Linked DNA regions of Mus musculus: region 2 is linked to region 1. A link is a contact called in public Hi-C data. All regions are on one chromosome and are shown on one strand. Each heading gives the region's core, a stretch centred on a gene start, on an enhancer-like site or on the middle of the called end of the contact. The rest is flanking DNA. Distances are from core to core; before and after follow the strand shown. Region 1 has its middle 63 kb from the start of Gm25698. Region 2 has its middle 19 kb from the start of Eldr.

Region 1 (3,450 bases), core at 460-2,959:
CTCATTTCCTTCTGTGCATCAAGATTATTACTTTTGCTAAGAATCAACTTATCTTCCACAAAAGTCCAGGATCAGCACCCACATCACCAGGATCAGCACCCACATCACCAGGATCAGCACCCACATCACCAGGATCAGCACCCACATCACCAGGATCAGCACCCACATCACAAGGATCAGCACCTCCCCACCAGGCTCCATTTTACTCTCCTCTCCATCTTATAATTTTTTCTTCCATATTTTTGTTATTTTATGAATGTTGATCACAACTCCAACTTCCTACTATTGCCTATTAAAAGCATGTGATCAAAGAATGTTTTATACTTGAAACTTATTAAATAATATGTGCTTTTTAAAAAAAGCTACTTAAAGATAGTAAAGCTGAATAGATTACACTTCCTTTCCATAGTTCTAGACTACATCTTAAATTTATTAAGTTAATATTTCAATTATAAAAGTTGATTATTTTATGTTTTTATCATAGTATTTCTCTTTTAATTCTCAGTAATTTTCATTGACCTAAAGGGTCCAGTGAACATCCTGTTGTCTTGGCTTTTTTAGGATGCCTGTCTTCTGCCTCACCACATCTTTTCACTCTTTTTACACTCCAGAATTCAGCACTACCAATGTTCACAACTTCCACAGCCTCTGAGTATTTCTTGCCTCTCACAATCCTCTGTATTTCCACTGTTGTTCCCCAACACTTCCTTCCTGCTCAAGTTTTCTCTCGCCATTTTATAATTCAACTTCTTGTTCACCACTGTCCATGGTCTCATACTAAGACATCAATTCAAACTTCCTAGACTTTTACATACATGAAACATTTTTCTGTAGATGGAAAAATCCCTGTATCAGTCAAGAAATCTCTACCCCTTGTGTCTTTGATGCATCAAAATAAAGACCCAAGCAAAAGAAATAAACCTGGGAGATCTATTTAAAAAGTACAACATGAAAATAACTCAAAACTCATTCCTAGGCACCAGAATTGATTAGCTGTGTTTTGGAATTGAATACCAAAATCACTTTTCTCAGTATTAAATTAATCTTAACAGAAATGAATGAAATAACCAAGTACCTTACCACATTCTAAATCACTGAGTCTTATTGAACTGACTGAGTGAGAATATTTTTTCCACAAATGGCTTTTTGTTCACCAGACTAGCTTTGTATTCATCTCACTAAACTAAATCCACTGAAAATAGCTTCAAATTCTGTTTAAAAGTTTAAGAGCTTGTGTGTTCAATCTTGTGTCACGCACATAAATTTGGGAAGTGATTGCAGAGCTACTATTTGGATTGTGGTATGGTTGTATGTGGCAGTTGTGTGCACAGGGCATGTTTTCCTCCTTTGTGCAGTCTTGCCTGTGGTTATTTTATAAATAGTATTCATACGCTATGCTAATGTACTTGGTGTAGGGAGAAAGAAATATTAGTTGCCTAAAATGCGAAAGCAGAGATACCACCCAGTTAAGAACTAACTCTAGGGTAAACATAAAGTCAGTTAACAGTAAGATTGAGGAAGGATGGATTTGCTACAGAGCTGAGGAACAAGAAACAGCATACAAGGAAACCACAGAACATGCCAATTGTGAGTTCTGCTATTCTAAGATGCAGGAAAAGAAAAAAACCCTGAAAGGCCAGTCCTGGCCCCTGGGATTTCCTTTTCTCTCAGTCCAAGTCTTTGGACTCCAGTCAACCCCAGCAGCTGGTATCCCAGACAAGCCTTAGTAGGTCAGGTTAAAATCCTGCCATTCCCACTCAGCCCTTCATCTGTACTCCCCACACACAGGGTCATTTCAATGAGACTTTAAGAATTAGAGCTCTGCCTATTCTCCATTTTGGGCAAGATTCATCTTTGTTTCTCAGAAGACAATGGCCGTGCTCCTTTTCCTCTTGGTTGAACTCTTGGAAACCTACAAAAAGCAGAGCATCTGCTGTGGTCCCAATTTCCTGCTGAACTCGATTTGTTCTTATTGTATACATCAACACTCCAAATGTGTCTGAAATATACTTACAGCTTGTCAATGAGGTCCATGAGCTCCATGGCTTGAATATGTGTCCCTTATAAGCTGAGTGAGTTTAGGAACTGGAGGTATGACTTAAGAACACAAAGGAAGAGGCTGGTCAGGATCAGAAACAGTGACTCAAAGCAACTGGCAGCCACTGCTCCCAGTTCCTCTTAAAGCAATTCCATGCTTCCTCTCTGGCTAACATGAGCATTCAGTTACAGAAGAAATAATTAGTGTGTTCTTAATGTATATGAAGAGTGTACATGGTGGTAGGTGTATTAAGTCACATAATACATGACCTCAGACCATAATGTATTCCAATTTATTAAAGAATATATCAGAAAATGGTATTTACTTGCTCCAGTAAATATAAATTGGCCTTTTGCTGTGTTCCAGCCTGCTGACAGATCTTCCTGTCCTTCCCTGTTTTTCTCCTACACCTTCATCAGTCTCTTGTGATTACTTTGTCCTTGGCATATTTTAGAATCCAGCCACTTTCTATCATGACTGCCATAGCTCTGCCCTATATGACATTGCCACTGTGAACTATTAACAGACTTCACAGACTGATCACATGACCTCTGTCTTCTTCCTTTATTATCTGATCCCTACATAGCATCCCAGGGCAAATCTGTTAAGATTCAAGTCACCAATGAGATACTCTTCCTCAAATTACCTCGGTGGCTTACAAACAGATTAAAACCAGAACCCAGATCTCTTTTCTCTGTGGTCTATGTGGTCTTCTCAGAGCTAGGTCACGGTTTTACTTCCAATTGTCCCTGGGTTTTTTTCCAATTGCCTTCTCTTTCTCAGCCATTCTGTTCTCTTTGCTAGTCTTCAAAGCTCTTCACCAAGTATGCTCATAAGTTAATTTTCTGTCAGCTGTAGGAACTTTCCCACCAGGAGTTTTCTTCCTTCCCATAGGCTCATGGATTATCATATCAACTCACTCGTGCCTTTCCTTTAATATCACTTCTTTATGGGGCTTTATAGACAACATAACAATCACAATCCCTTCATCAATTCCTTTTCCTTGCTTTGTTTTTCCCTCACATACTTTGATATTTTGGAATGCCAGATTTTCCCTCCAGGAATTAAAATGTAAACTTTCCTTCACTGATAGAATACCTGAGACCATGAACTTACTTGGAGGAAAGGCTCAATACATCTCATCTTTAGATGTCTCACTCTGGGACCTGGGATGGCAGCACTATGCATCAATGGTAAGTGTAAAAGGCAGAGTTAGCTGCTTGTCTTTTGAAAGAAAGATGAGCATAACGAACAAAGGTCCCAATATCCTCAGCAAAAGTATGTCTCTTAGGTCCTACCTTCTTCCTATTAGGTGTCACCTCTTAAGGGTTCTACCACCTCCCATTTGTACTATGACCTGACAGCCAAGCATTCAACATCCAAACCTTTGGGAGACACTTCTGTAAAATACA
Region 2 (3,450 bases), core at 601-3,100, 260 kb after region 1:
CCCTCCACACTATTGCAGGGACAAATTTGGAGCATTTGTGCTATGGGATGCCAAGGCTCCAAGAGACTAAGTTTCCGTGAAACTTTTTGCCTCAGAACTGCGTCCAAGCTTTTGGGCTTCCCACGCAGACTTCACTGGAGTGGGTGTGGCACTTGTTTACTTGACTCACTATGATTTTTAGTTTTCAAATTTTAGATTGGTTTACATTAAACATTTATGTCTCTTTGCTGAATTCTTTCATATATTGCACCACTTTACATATTTCATTCTGTTGTTTGTGTTATTGATCAGCAGCTTCTATCTGTTTGGATTTCCTTGATGAGCATGGGCATTCTTTAGTTTATTTAAATATACTTCTTTCATTTCTTTTGATTTCTCTGAGATTTCTCCTCACTCATTCTCACTATGCTATTACTGTTGGATTTGCAATTTTAGGAAGAGATATGTTATCTTGGATGTTGTAGTTATTTTGGTGATATATATATATATATATATATATATATATATATATATATATTCATTATGTTACTACTACTTTGGATGTTATACAGTTGGTATTACATCTTTATTTGATCTACATTGTTATCATGTATACCTCTCAGTTGACATATTTGGAGTATTTATGTAGAACTCAGACGTGGTCACATTTATTATTGTAGTTGAAAGGTAAACTCCTCAGATTCCTCTGACTCTAACAGTTTTCAGGTGGTGCTGTGTGCAAGAAGAGTAAAGGAGAGCTGTCCTGATAAGTGTGAGTCCTTTCTTGGTGGCTCCCTGGACCCGGAGAAGTACATTCTATGATAACTTATTTTGGTCCTGCAGGTCTAATGACTGAGGATACATACTTCCCTTGACAGTGCTGGTGTTTGTTTGGTTTTTTTGTTTGTTTATTTGGCAGGTTGTCAGGCTACAGGGGAGAAAGCTTTCAGCTGAGCTATTAATCTGAATTTTCTTCCCTACTCTTTGTTTGATAAGTTAATCTAAAGACCTTACACTTAAAAAAAAAAAGAAAAAAAAAAAAAGAAACCACTGTGGCTTATCTTCCAATTTTTAACATTGTACAATGCTTATCCCCGACAGTATGTAAATTTACCTATCTCTGTGCATGCACACACAATCTGGAGACATCCAAAACAAATAATGTCAATCATTAATAGCTGAGAACTCTAGTAAGAAGAGTGAAAATACTATAATAAAGTAGCAAGATGGGACTTTACTCTTTATTTTATACTTGTAATTGGTTGATTTTTTGTAATATGTGCTATTTTTTTAAAATGTAATGGAATAGCATGAAATATAAGTCACTTAAATACCCTTTCCCCTTCACTTGTCACAACTATACATGCAATAATTTCTTGTTTAATTTTCTGTTCTGATCTCTCTCCTCAGAATAGAGTCCTAAGAACATTGTCTTTAGGACTAAACTATCACTGGAAAATAATTCCATCTGAAGGAACCAGGAAGGTAGTGAGCATAATGTCCAAGTTCTTGAGATGAACAAAAATAGAACAGGTAGACATAGAATGCCTTACAATTCTTACAAGTGATAATGTAGTAGTGAGCCCTGACTTCCTTAGTAACTACATACTCCTCACAGCAGATACACTCTCATAGTGCTCGTGACAAATGTCCTAAATCAAGTTGGTGTCTGGTCCACTGAGTGGTGAACATTCTCTTCCTGTTTGCAGGACCTTTTGTGTGTGCAGACTTAGGAAAAAGAAACAGCACAAATGTTCTCTGTTTTCTCTTGGTACAAACACACTAATCGAATCCTGAGGGTTTCTAGTGGTTTGAATATGGGAAGTGGCACTATTCGCTGTGGCCTTATTGGAGGAAGTATGGCCTTATTAGAGGAAGTATGTCATTGTGGGGACAGGGCTTTGAGGTCTCAAATAAATGCTCAAGTCTGGCCAGTGTGACACTTTGTCTCACTGATTGCCTTTGGATCAAGATGTAGAACTCTTTGTTCATCCAGCACTAAGTCTGCCTGTATGTTGCCGTGTTTACCACTATGATGATAATGGTCTAAAACTCTAAAACAGTAACCGAACCCTAACTAAATGTTTTTTCTTTAAGAGTTGCCTTGGTCATGGTGTTTCTTCACAGCAGTGGAAATCCTATGTCCGAATTGGTACCAGCACTGAGGTGCCACTATCATGACCTCAGCTACTTCACAAACATTTGATTCTCACTTACCATTACATTGGGATACTAGGACTTCAACACATGTATTTGGAATAACACAAATATTAAGTCTATTTAGACAGGCATTTTTCATTTTATGTGCATGAAATCAGGAAAAAATAAAGGACTTTTTAAAGTGTGTATTACTATATAATTTAAATGGCATCCAAATATAGCATAGAATTTCTTCTTGGCTGTAGGGATACCAGGAATGTCAACATTCTACTTTAAGTGCATTCTCTCCTCTGTAGAGAGCAATATCCTGTAGAGCTGGCAGGGGCAAAGAACAGAGTTTAATCCAAGGATGGGTGACTGGAAACCAGGAACTGAATCTGTGCCCAGCTGAAGGAGTTCATCTACAGAACTAGAAAGTAGATTTGGTGAGAAACTGCATAGCATCTGGGAAACGATAGCAAAGATCACTAAGCAATCTAGATAGGTGTGAAGTAGAATTTCTGGTTTCATTGGAGACTCAGTTGTGTCGTGTGGTGTGTACATATAATCCAACAGACAATGAACGACATTCTTACATTGGTCCACCTTGATTTCTTTGATGAGCCCTGAGAGGACATGGGGCAGCTACTGCCTCCACTGCTCCAGGTCACTGCTATGTTGCTGCTGCTGGTAGTAGTTCCTGCTGTTGCTGCTGCTTGTTTCTGCTATTGTTTGCTGCTTTTGCTATTGCTGGATTGCCAGTTTGCTGGATTGCTGGTTGGAACTATCCTGATGATGAACATTGGATTTGCTCCTAGGAGTTTAATGCCCCTAATCATCAGGAAGAAGTCTATGCCCCCTTTCCCCTCTATCATTCTATCTCACTGATCTAGTGTTCAGTGGTCAGAAAGGCTTGAAGTGTAGATGGGTGGTGGGTAAAAGAACCTAATAAAAAAGCCTAAAACATAGGCCTTCAGGGAGGTTGTTCAGTGGGTGGGTTGTTATGTTTTTGCACCCACCCACAAATGATAATTCTTTGTTTTTCATTTTCTGAAACATTCCCTTGGAGTGTCAGCCAGGTTAAAACTATGTGCTCATATCTTGTTACTGGAAAGCTTTTACTCAGTCAGTCCAGTATTATTTCTCTCAACAAATATTACTGAGGATCTGCTAGGGGTCTGGAATTGTGTTAGACCCTAGAGATTTCACTGGGACAACGGTAGTAAGTGTCCTGCATTCCTCTTAGTTTGAAGACATTTTCTGTCTGATTGGGTGTAATGAATGTTGGCTCTTTCAAAGCTTTCATAACTATACTTTTATTCCCATGTGTTC

Evidence for each region. A called contact is a pair of places that touch in the nucleus more often than the background predicts.
Region 2: a Hi-C map of bone marrow-derived macrophages shows a contact between it and region 1, with 2.2 times the contacts expected there. The contact joins two enhancer-like sites. A contact is called at or near these places in 3 of 484 Hi-C or Micro-C datasets (the C2C12 cell line, bone marrow-derived macrophages and macrophages).

What each region holds. Positions count from the first base shown.
Region 1 is chr11:16,668,347-16,671,796 of GRCm38.p6, forward strand. No RefSeq gene overlaps it. Among named protein-coding and RNA genes, the nearest start is that of Gm25698, 63 kb to the right of the region's middle. Within about 2 kb of position 1,710, at least 41 of the 459 cell types and tissues checked have an H3K27ac peak or open chromatin away from gene starts, as enhancers often do. A contact at or near this core is called in bone marrow-derived macrophages, where this site is marked.
Region 2 is chr11:16,930,536-16,933,985 of GRCm38.p6, forward strand. No RefSeq gene overlaps it. Among named protein-coding and RNA genes, the nearest start is that of Eldr, 19 kb to the right of the region's middle. Within about 2 kb of position 1,851, at least 26 of the 459 cell types and tissues checked have an H3K27ac peak or open chromatin away from gene starts, as enhancers often do. A contact at or near this core is called in bone marrow-derived macrophages, where this site is marked.